Linked DNA regions of Mus musculus: regions 1 and 2 are each linked to region 3. Evidence: chromatin contacts called from public Hi-C and HiCAR-type data. All regions are on one chromosome and are shown on one strand. Each heading gives the region's core, a stretch centred on a gene start, on an enhancer-like site or on the middle of the called end of the contact. The rest is flanking DNA. Distances are from core to core; before and after follow the strand shown. Region 1 holds the start of Gria2 (glutamate receptor, ionotropic, AMPA2 (alpha 2)). Region 2 holds the start of Sfrp2 (secreted frizzled-related protein 2). Region 3 holds the start of Map9 (microtubule-associated protein 9).

The links. A called contact is a pair of places that touch in the nucleus more often than the background predicts. HiCAR-type assays count read pairs that join an accessible place to other places.
Region 1: a contact with region 3 is called in a Hi-C map of the N1E-115 cell line, with 8 times the contacts expected there. The contact joins the promoter of Gria2 here to the promoter of Map9 in region 3. A contact is called at or near these places in 3 of 39 promoter capture datasets (the C10 cell line, hippocampal neurons and stem cell-derived epiblast-like cells), 3 of 484 Hi-C or Micro-C datasets (the N1E-115 cell line, cerebral cortex and cortical neurons) and 2 of 115 datasets of contacts at active chromatin or transcription factors (astrocytes and embryonic forebrain).
Region 2: a HiCAR-type map of astrocytes shows a contact between it and region 3, with 2.2 times the contacts expected there. The contact joins the promoter of Sfrp2 here to the promoter of Map9 in region 3. A contact is called at or near these places in 1 of 39 promoter capture datasets (cranial neural crest) and 1 of 115 datasets of contacts at active chromatin or transcription factors (astrocytes).

The regions. Positions count from the first base shown.
Region 1 is chr3:80,801,048-80,804,467 of GRCm38.p6, forward strand. Gria2 (glutamate receptor, ionotropic, AMPA2 (alpha 2)) reads right to left here and starts at 1,646. Exons shown (of 16, transcript NM_013540.4): 1 at 1,250-1,646; 2 at 598-738. The coding sequence starts at 1,337.
Region 2 is chr3:83,764,075-83,767,712 of GRCm38.p6, forward strand. Sfrp2 (secreted frizzled-related protein 2) reads left to right here and starts at 2,247. Exons shown (of 3, transcript NM_009144.2): 1 at 2,247-2,969. The coding sequence starts at 2,468.
Region 3 is chr3:82,356,335-82,359,865 of GRCm38.p6, forward strand. It overlaps Map9 (microtubule-associated protein 9), which reads left to right and starts at 1,738. Exons shown (of 14, transcript NM_001081230.1): 1 at 1,738-1,921; 2 at 2,641-2,790. The coding sequence starts at 2,716.

The DNA of each region.
Region 1 (3,420 bases), core at 396-2,895, 1.6 Mb before region 3:
TAACAGCCCCGGGCCCAACTCCTCAACCATTGCAATAACTTGTCCCGTGCAATAGGACGACGTGGGGCTTGCGGGGACTGTAGGTCGAAGCTGCCCTGCCAGGCTACCGGACTAAGGCATGAGATCTATCCAACAGTCCCACAGCGCGCCCTGGGGAACAGCGTGTTCTCTTTTGGTAGAGTGCCAATAGGCGCGCAAGAGGGAGGGGGTTGGGAGATCCTCTTTAGAGGCGCCAGAATCAAGCAAGAACCCCCTGAATTCGAAAGAACAGTCCAAGTCCAACCCCTACCCCAGATTCTAGGGTGCACATACTGCGCATACTGTTCAGTGCCTTTTGTCCCCACTTCACTGCCCGCCGGTCAGTGGGGGTCCCAAAGATTACAGCCACCTTCTCGCTGTACCTTCACACGCACGCGCGTGTTCAGTCACTCCCACCCACACATGACAAGCCAGCAACACACACACACACACACACACACACACACACACACACACACACACACACACACAGGCACACCATCCTTCACTGGCATTCACAGGCTTGCTTTCCCTGTGTCCCTGTGCAGCACTGGAAAGATATGAATATTCATTACTTACAAGCATTGGTGACTGCGAAACTGTTGGCTACCTCCAAATTGTCGATATGGGGTGTCAGTCTGAACTCCGAAGTGGAAAACTGAACCATCCCTACCCGAAATGCACTGTATTCTTGATCAGCGCCCCTTGGAAATAGCCCCCCTGCAAAAATAAACAGCAAGCAAGAGAACGATGTCAGAGCCCTGGAGAGATAAGAGTGGGATGCTAGCACCCAACAGCCCCAGAGTCTCTTATTCACACTACCCGCTATAATAAACGTAATCAGTGAGTTGGGCAGCAAGGATCCAAAAGGTGCTCAACGGATCCAAGGCAAGGGGGAGAGTCTAAAGACCAAAAAGATTCTCCCTTTTAATCTTGAGCTTTGCGATCATTTCCCTGAAAATCTGAGCACACTAGGAGATGCCTTCAAGGCAGAAGTAACGCAGTACCCGGTCAGAAATGAACAGATCCTTTCCCCTCTATTGTGTCAAAAGGCATAGTCATTTCTTTTTGCTTCAGCCTAAGAAAATCATGTATATTCTAGGTAGTTTCAATCTGGAATGCAGTCAAGGTATGACATAAGTCTACATGACATGAATTAATTTGCACACTGTGAACAAAGATTACCACCAAATTATGCACAATTCAAAGGCATAACACAAAAGGTACCTACCTATCTGTATGCTGTTAGAAGAGACACCAAAAATCAGTCCCCATAAAACAGGAGAAAGGAGGACAGAAATATGCATAATCTTTTGCATTTCCAAGAAAAGTAGAGCATCCACAAAATATCCCCTCGTTTCCCTTTCCTCCTTTTCCTTCTTTGACCGTTTTCCTCAGCAAATTAGATCCTCTGCATTTTGAGGTCGAAATTTAGCAAGGAGCTGCTAAAACCACGAAGTGAAGGCAGAAGAATCCTTATCTCCCAGGTTTAGCTGGTGGCTGTTGATGCCTGCGTCCTGTCCCTGCTCCTGAAGTCCGAGGACTGGCTGAATGCAGTTTTTAGCTGAGCTGCTGCTGTGGTCCCGGTGTCTGGGAATATCAGCACCCTCCCGTGCACTCACACAATCACCCTCTCTCGAGCTCTCTTCTCCCTCTCTCCTCTCTCACACGCGCGCGCACACACATACACACACATACACACACACACACGCACACACACAGGAAAGTCACAGAGAGGGGCAGGCAGTCCCGGGCGCGCGTGCGCGACTCGAGGCAGGCGGCGAGCTCGCGCACCCACCCCTCCCCCGCACAGCGCCCCGCACCCCGCACAGCCCTGGCAGCTTCTGCGCGGTGCCGAGAAAGCGCGGCTCAGAGCCGGGCAGCCTGGTGCCTCTTAGAGACCTCCAGTCTTGCGCATTCGATTTTAGCACCGCGGACAGCGCTTTGGTCCCTGCTATGGGCTGAGGTTGCAGGGTTTACTGTAGCTGCAGAGATGTTCCAGCCAGATCCAAATGCTGCAAAACTGATTTCCGGTTGCTATGCCTAGGAAGCCGAACTGCTAATTGCTGTTGGCGGCGAAGCTTTCTTCCGTAGGGCCCTGTTTTACATTGAGCACAACGAATATGATTTGATTGTCTCAAAATCCACTTAGCAGTATCCACACACTGCCTTCTGCCTCAGCTGACCCAGATAAAAAGCAAACAAAATACTCCCTGAAGGGACAACTCCCAAAATCGTGAACTTTAGCTTCCTATAATGCAAGCATAATCTCAGGGAAACCCAAAATTCTATCCTTAACTATAAAAGGATGCCAAGACCCGGGTAACTCGATCAAACCTTTGAAAGACTTCGTGTAGGAATCCATCTTTAGAGTATGCCCCTTTGGATAGTGGTTCGATTGTTCAAGCCACATTGCCTGTGGATTGCTCTTGTACTACAGTGCAGACTCCCCCCTGCTGTAGAGTCATGTAGACTTGGCTCTTAGATGTCCGTTTTGTATAGAGATTGAAAGAACCGTAGGTTTCTGCGGGGGGGGGGGGGGGGGTAGTAGTCTAGAATGGATGTATCACTCTTAGTTACAAACCAGATACCCCATTACATTATGGCCTTAAGTTTCAAAAATAATCACTGCCTCAAGGAAGTAGGTTACCTCATTACACCGAGCCTGCTTGGGTATCTGGATTGTAACGAATACATTAAAAATTAAAGTTTGTGAGAAGGGGCTTGGTAAAGCATAGCGATGATTGTATATGCCTGTGAAATCTATGTTCAAAACTCCACTTCATGCCAAGCCATCTCTATATACCTGCGTGGCAAGTCTCTCTGCAGCCTCAGAAATTCTTTACCAAATTGTATGTGTTTTGTTTTAAACAGAGAAATGAAAGAGGTCTCATTTCAGAGATCTGTTGCCAGGAGCCAGGAGATTGAAGCTGACAGCATCAAAGGGAAAACTGGCTGATGGCCCAAAGTGCATGAAAGCACACCATAGTTAAACCTTATGGAGAAAATGTGACTTTAATATCACACATGGTTTTTAACCATCATAAATCATACTTTGCCTTAGTCACTGGGTCTAAAAGTCCCTATTTATTAAAACAAATTTTAAAATACATGTTTCTCATGAAAATGAGAAGGAATGAAGAAAAGCAAAAAAGCAAAGTAATACCCGTGACTTCCAAATATTGTAAGCTTGTGATTTTAAGTCATTCTCCACCCCCTCTGTTACTCACTCTCTTTCTCCTCCCCTGTTTCCCCCTCTGTCTGTGTTTGTGTGTGTGTGTGTGTGTGTGTGTGTGTGTGTGTGTGTGTGCGTGTGTGTGTGGGAGGGGGGTGTTTGTTCCTAAGGCAAGAATGCATAACATATGTATAATATACTAAAGTTATAAGCTGACATATTCTGGG
Region 2 (3,638 bases), core at 997-3,496, 1.4 Mb after region 3:
ACATAAACCCACACGGGAACCCGGTGGGGATAACCACAGAGTGTCCTTGAGCTGTGCTTCACACACAGACAGTGAGTGGTCTACCCTCTGAGGAAGGCTACTGCCCTGCTCCCCAGCAGCGGGCTTGCCGCGCGGACACGCCTGTCACACAAGCATGCAATTGGCTGATGATGGACGAAAGGAGGGTGCACGACTCTAGATGGAGAGGAAGATGGAGCTTGAGCTTGAGTCCAGGCCGAGTGGTACTGATGTTGGAACGGTCTGCGACAACAAGCTATGTTTCTGACGACCCGGGCAAGCAAGCGGGCAGAAGCGAGAGCTTGAGCCCGGTGTTACTGGAGACTCCCGTAAGACTTCGGGCGACCCCTCCTGGCGAGCGAGACAGACGCAGGCTCCCCAAACAATGCCTAGGCCCGCGGTAGTGCGCCAGGCGCATGGGCAGCCCGCTGCACTCCGAAACACAAAAGCGAGTGACTCAAACTAGACGAATTGGTGGTGGGCTTCTTGATCTTCCACTCAGGGGATCGGCAGGCGGGAGGTGACCCCATGGATGTACTTTGGGGCCACGAGTAGTGAATACCTGAGAATACTAGAATTCCATTTCAGCGTTCAGCCTGTGTAGCTGTTTGGTTTAACTTTTTTGTATTTGTGTGGTTTATTTTCAAACTAGTTTTTACCTGGGGAGAAAGTCTAAGCCTCTGGCTGCTTCAGCTAGACACGGGAAGGTCTAGAGCCAATTGGATGGAAACGGCTCCACTCAGGCAGGCCTTCAGCAGAGCAGGAAAGATGGAGCTGGACTTTTAAAGACTCCCATTGCGGGCTCCCTCTGGGTGTTTACCTGCTTCGACTATGGCCAGAAGTGGGTAGGAAATAGCATTTTATCGTCCTCTCGTCACTCCTTAAACTCTCATAAACTGCGGGACCACAAAATGTGCTGACCCCCTAAATCCTGAGCTCACCATCCAGATGGATGGAAAATGTAAATCAGGCAGCAAACATCCAACCCAGCTGTTAAATCCAGGAAGCAGCAACAATGTGTCCACCTTACACTTGAAAGAGGATTGTTGGGGGGGGGGGGGGCAAAGAGGGGAAGTCACTACCCAGGACTTGCAAGGTCCCACTTAAAGAGAGGCTGACTCTTAAGACAAGGGAAGGTTTGGGGAAGAGACACCCCCCCCCTTAACCCACCCCCTGCGCACGTCCAAACTGTCTCTCTGTACTCCTTTCCCCGCCTGGCACCTTACAATCCACTTACCCTAACATTAGGTTCCCTGTTCTACAGAGCAGAGGATGGCCCGATGGGTGACCAGGATGGCGTGACCAGGATGGGTGACCAGGATGGCGTCCCTGGTTGTTAGGGGATGAATGGGCCAACTATGCTGAGGACATGACTAACTCTTGTGACCACAGAGGTCTCTGCCCGTTCCTGCCCACCTTCTGACCTTGGTACTCATAAGCCCCATTTATTGCTTTGGTGGCCTATACTGAGGTAATCCTGAACCCCTATGTATTAGAGCCCGTGCAGCCTTCAAGCATAGACATCTCTTCAGAGGTCAAATTTTCTCCTCCAAAGAGGAGAAATGGCGGGCAAATTCGTGATGCCTCTGACAAGTCCTCCACAGTGACAAAATCCTATAGACACCCCAGCAAAATAGCAACTCCGTGCATGGCTGCAATTCCATTTTATAAGTCAGAATGTGTCGTGAGGCTGTGGAATCACATTGCTCAAGCCAGTCTGCTCAACTTGGGCTGGAGAACCGGGAGGAAAAAGCCCAGGCCACAAAGAGTCTAGTACTGCTGGTTTATGGTTACTCGGGGACAGGGACGCAGTGCTGAGACTTAAAGGCTGCTGCACATCGATACGGGCGCAGGCCACGCGGGGCGTGAAACGCGTTCCAGCCCTGATCCGACTGCAAGGCAGCTAGCCCGGCTCCACGCGTGTCCTCGACTTTCGTTGCCTCCTCCTCGCTCTCCCCTCGCTCTCCCTGGGACAGGGTGGCCCGCGCTTGTCTGCTTGCAAGGCAATCACCAGAGCGCGCGCGCAGGGGCTGCTGCCTCGGGGTGGGGGCGCAGCCCGAATTTCCTGCCAGCGAGCGCGTGAGGGGCATTCTCAACGCAGCCAGCCCCAGAAAGTAGTGACCGGCCTCCTCGGATTACTCCGGTTTGGCTCCTCCCTTGCTCCCCCTCCTCCACCTCCAGATTTGCATAAAAAAGGCCAAGAAAACTCTGGCTGGGCCCCAGCCTCTGCTCACTCTGCTCCCCCGGGTCGGAGCCCCCCGGAGCTGCGCGCGGGCTTGCAGTGCCTTGCCCGCGCCGACCTCCCGGCGCCCGGCTTCGCGCGTTCGCGCCGCCCGCTGTCCAGAGCCCCCACGAGCAGAGCGAGGGAGTCCCGGACGAGCTCGAGCTCCGGCCGCCTCTCGCTTCCCCCGCTCGGCTCCCTCCGCCCCCCGGGGGTCGCTAGTCCACGATGCCGCGGGGCCCTGCCTCGCTGCTGCTGCTAGTCCTCGCCTCGCACTGCTGCCTGGGCTCGGCGCGTGGGCTCTTCCTCTTCGGCCAGCCCGACTTCTCCTACAAGCGCAGCAACTGCAAGCCCATCCCCGCCAACCTGCAGCTGTGCCACGGCATCGAGTACCAGAACATGCGGCTGCCCAACCTGCTGGGCCACGAGACCATGAAGGAGGTGCTGGAGCAGGCGGGCGCCTGGATTCCGCTGGTCATGAAGCAGTGCCACCCGGACACCAAGAAGTTCCTGTGCTCGCTCTTCGCCCCTGTCTGTCTCGACGACCTAGATGAGACCATCCAGCCGTGTCACTCGCTCTGCGTGCAGGTGAAGGACCGCTGCGCCCCGGTCATGTCCGCCTTCGGCTTCCCCTGGCCAGACATGCTGGAGTGCGACCGTTTCCCGCAGGACAACGACCTCTGCATCCCCCTCGCTAGTAGCGACCACCTCCTGCCGGCCACAGAGGAAGGTAAGCCTTCCCTATTCGATCCACCCACTCCCAAGAAGCCTGAGGTGCTAGGACCTGGGGAGTGGGGTGGGTGGGGTGGGGGACACCCCGCAGCCACCACTCCACATCCTAGTTTGTCCAGGCTGGAGGTCCCAACCTTGGATATGGCAGCTCTCCTTGCCCTAATCTGTTGCCATACGGAGTTAGAGATATCCACCCATGCGCCAAGATTCCTCCTTGGTTCTAACAGTTCCTCTTAGGTAGTTAAGAAAGCCAAACAAAAGTGGCAAGCCTTTTTTTAAGATTCTTGCTCTGCGTCCCCGCTTCTGAAAGCATTTACCATGATTGGGTCCTAGTGATGAGCACCCAGGCTCAGCCTCTCTCTGCACGTTCTTGTCCCACTGGATAAAAACAAACGATACACGTTGATCACCTTTTGAGATTGTTTTTTTGTCCTTCGCCAATGTAGGTTTGGAGATAAAAAAACGAAGACTGTCTGGGAGCGAGTGGAACCCTGACTATTGGTTTTAACTCCCCAGGTGTTTGGGGGAGAGAGGCTAAAGGCAATCAACAGGACTCATCTCTCTGTCACTATCTGCTTTTATCTTAGGAGTGGTTTTAATTAGCTGGGGAAAAAATCATGCAGAAGAGTTCCCTCAAGTTTTTAGAAAACAGAGGGAAGTTCATAGG
Region 3 (3,531 bases), core at 488-2,987:
ACTGCTGAATAAAAGTCACATCTCAATTTCTTTGTGATATGAAAAGGGGTCTTCGTCTACCCTATATCCTGCCCAAACACATGCAGGCATGCACAGGTGCTCATGCAGGTGCACACATGCACACACACAAAGACACACACACACCAAAACCAAAAGGCAACCTGAAGAATCACTGACAGTAAATTATCTTGAGCACTAACTAAAAGCAGTTCCTGTGCTGAGCCACTCAAAACCATGGTTAGGTGGGTCCATATACTGGACTTCAGGTCCAGCCTTCTCTCCCATACTTAGTACTCAACTCAAACTCACATGTGTAACAACTGAATTGCTGCTAGAAAGAATTCTCTTTAGAGCCTCTCACTTTGTGCTTGTGGCAAACAACCATCCGAAACCCATTCCCATTGTGTGCAACCCGGCCCTATTGGTAGCTGGGAACTCAGTGTTCTCTATCATTGATGTTGTTGTAAGTTTATTTTTGTAAGTCATGCCTACATTAAAGTTATATCAGTTAAATGAATACCAAATGAATAGAGCCCTTACACATTATCTAAAAATTAGTTCTTCCCATTTGGGTACCCGCCGTGGGTACAGGGCCTTTATCAGAATCATAGATGTTAATAAAATGTAGGATAGAAAAGCTAACAGTAACTGGTGAAAATAGAAAATCTTTTCCTTATGCAGATATTCACTTAAAAATAGTTAAAAACAACATAATTAGCCAAAACAAATTTACCAACCAAGAACAAGTTGAAAAACTTAAACTAGGCTTTTTAAAGGAGTTATTGCAAATATTACTTAGAAACCTTTTTCTCACTGAACTTCATATTTGTTTTTGTGTATTTAAAGATCTATTTGTCAGGGTTATTTTTTAAAAGAAACATTGTGGAGATACAGAAACAAGTTTAGTCACTTGTTAATGAATTGATTTCGACATACCTTTTTCAAGTTAAAAATAGATGAAGTCTGTGTAACTTTAAAAGTTTAAGTGTTTTGTGTATTAATAAATTATTAAATGGCAAAGATAGTGATACTGTCAGCAGTACTTTTTCCAGCCTTCTCCCCTGTGTTTTATTTGCTGACTTCTTTTTAACCAGATTATCTACTAAATATAGAAAGGGTAAACTTTTCACCAAAGATGTAAAACAGGCTCTGGGCTGTGTGTGCTTATGGGATACTTTAGCACACACACCCCTACCCCTACTCTCTGCCTCCTCCTCCTCCGCCCCCCCCCCCCCAACTGCATTACTTACAAGAAACGCTCCTATGTAATATTAACTGAATGCGATTCTAAACATTTCCCAATATTTCGCTATATATTGTATTCGGTATTCACTGCAATCCTTTAAGGAGACAGTCTTATTAGTTTCTTATCAAATCATAGAGATCTTATTTTGCATATTCCAAGAATCAAACGTGCAGTTTAACTCCGACGATTGCAAACGTCACTACTACGTCGTTCTGTTGAGTCCGCTGACACTGCACTGACTCACGCATTCCACGTTCTAACTAGCAAAAGGAAGCTTTGCATCGTGGTCACGCAATACCTGCCTATAAACAAGGACTCTGAGCAGGGGCAATCAAGGTTCCTTGTGGCGTGATGGCAGAGGGCCGGTCTTGTTTCCTAGGTAACAGCCATTGCACACAAGCTGATAGGGCACCGCGCTCCCAACACCTCCACCAGTGATGTCACTTCCTTGGTCTGTGCGGTTGTCCCAGCGACGCCGGCGGAAAGGCGGTGTTGGGTACCCAAGAGACCAGGCGGTTGGAAGTCACTTCCTCCCGGGGACGCTGTTGCCTAGCAACCGCCTTCTGCCTCCATCTTTTGCCCCGCCTCCAGGTTATTCCAATACCTGGTTTCCCAGACCGCGAGGCCCGGGCCGGGGGCGACACCTGTGCTAGAGCATAGCCGCTGGGTTCTCAGGTGGTCACAGGGGCCCGGGTGCACGGGGAGCGGGGTGGATGCAGGAGGCGCGGGCCGTGGTACGTGGAGGAACGGAGGGGACCGTGCTGGGTGTGCGGGGCCCTGGCGCGTGCTGGGCCGGGAGCCGCGCGGAGCTGGGATGCGGACGCCGCCTGGCCAGCCCGGGGAGCTCTGGGCGGTGGCCGGCGATCCAAATGGGCCTCCGACGTCGCGCGCTGGAAGCCTGATGTGCTGCAACTTAGTGTGGAGATGTGTGTGTAACAGCAAACGAATGGTTTGGGAAAATGTCGCTGCTGCTTGTGGTTAAGCATCGTTTTGAATACTGTTATGTGCAAGCCATTTCCGGGGCTGGGAACCTTGACAGTCCTCTTGGTTGCAGCTTGAACTAAGTCGTGGTGGCGTCCGCAATGCTGTGTGTTTTTAATAATGGAAAGTGAAATTGTTTGGCAACATTTTGTTATTATGTAGTTCATTCATCCTTCTAGTGGATGTAGAACAGTAATAACTTCCTCATGGATTTTCTTTTCGTGAAAACCAATTTGTTGTGAAATTTTTATGTACTTAACATAAAACGCTCTTAACGTTTTTAGGTGAATATATTGTACAATGATTAGAGCGATTTCTCTTTGGAGCGGGGTTGTGGGGCACTAATCCCAGGAACAGTGTCTTGATCATGTAAAAACGTCTAATTCTTTAAAATATTTATATGTATATTTCAGCCACCATCAGAGGTTGAATGAATTATTTCAGTAATTTATTAACTGTTGTATAAAAGCAGAGAAAAAGGACACACCATGTCCGATGAAATCTTCAGCACAACTTTGGCGTACACCAAGAGTCCAAAGGCTACCAAGAGAACTTCCTTTCAGGTAAAACGCTGCAAAGCATTTGGTTTTGATTATGCTGCTGCCTAGCCCTTGCTGGTTCTCACAAGATCTGGCATGACGTGGGAGGAGTTCTTGCTTCACTGTTAGTGTGTTGTAGGTCATCTGTCAACTTTGGGCTCCAGTATTGAAACACCCCTCTCTGTAGGATCCTGTCTTCAATATTTGGTTTCTAAGTTGCAAGCCAAAGAGCGACTTCAGAGCTTGGCTCTCTTTAGATTTTGGTTTTCTGTCGTAAGCGTCACAAGGTCTGACTGTGCCAATGCTGCATCCAACTCTTGTTCCCGTGTTTATCACATTATGCCCATCTCTGTAATACACTTCAAGGACCAGTTTGAGGCTGAGGGTCTGCCTCAGTGGTAGGCTATCAAAGTAGCCTGTCATGCTTGTCAAACCTAAGCACTTCCCTCCCTCAAAATGTAGGCATCTGTAACAGAATGTCAGTTTCTAGTAAATCCAATTAAATTGATGCCCCTATCATTCATTAGCATTTAGCGAAGATTGTAACCTGCAATTAATCTATCTAATACTAGTAGTCACTTCCTATTTATTTACCAGTCCCGAGGAAATGGCTCAATTCTGCGCTGAGTCTGATGACGTGGGTACGTTGTACAGCGTAGGCTTAGAGTAAAGTTGGGTGAATGAACTTAAATGTGAATGTAGAATAACCGAGTATAGTTGTTTTAAGATCTAAGTACGAGACATCCCTGCTTGAATGGGAATTGA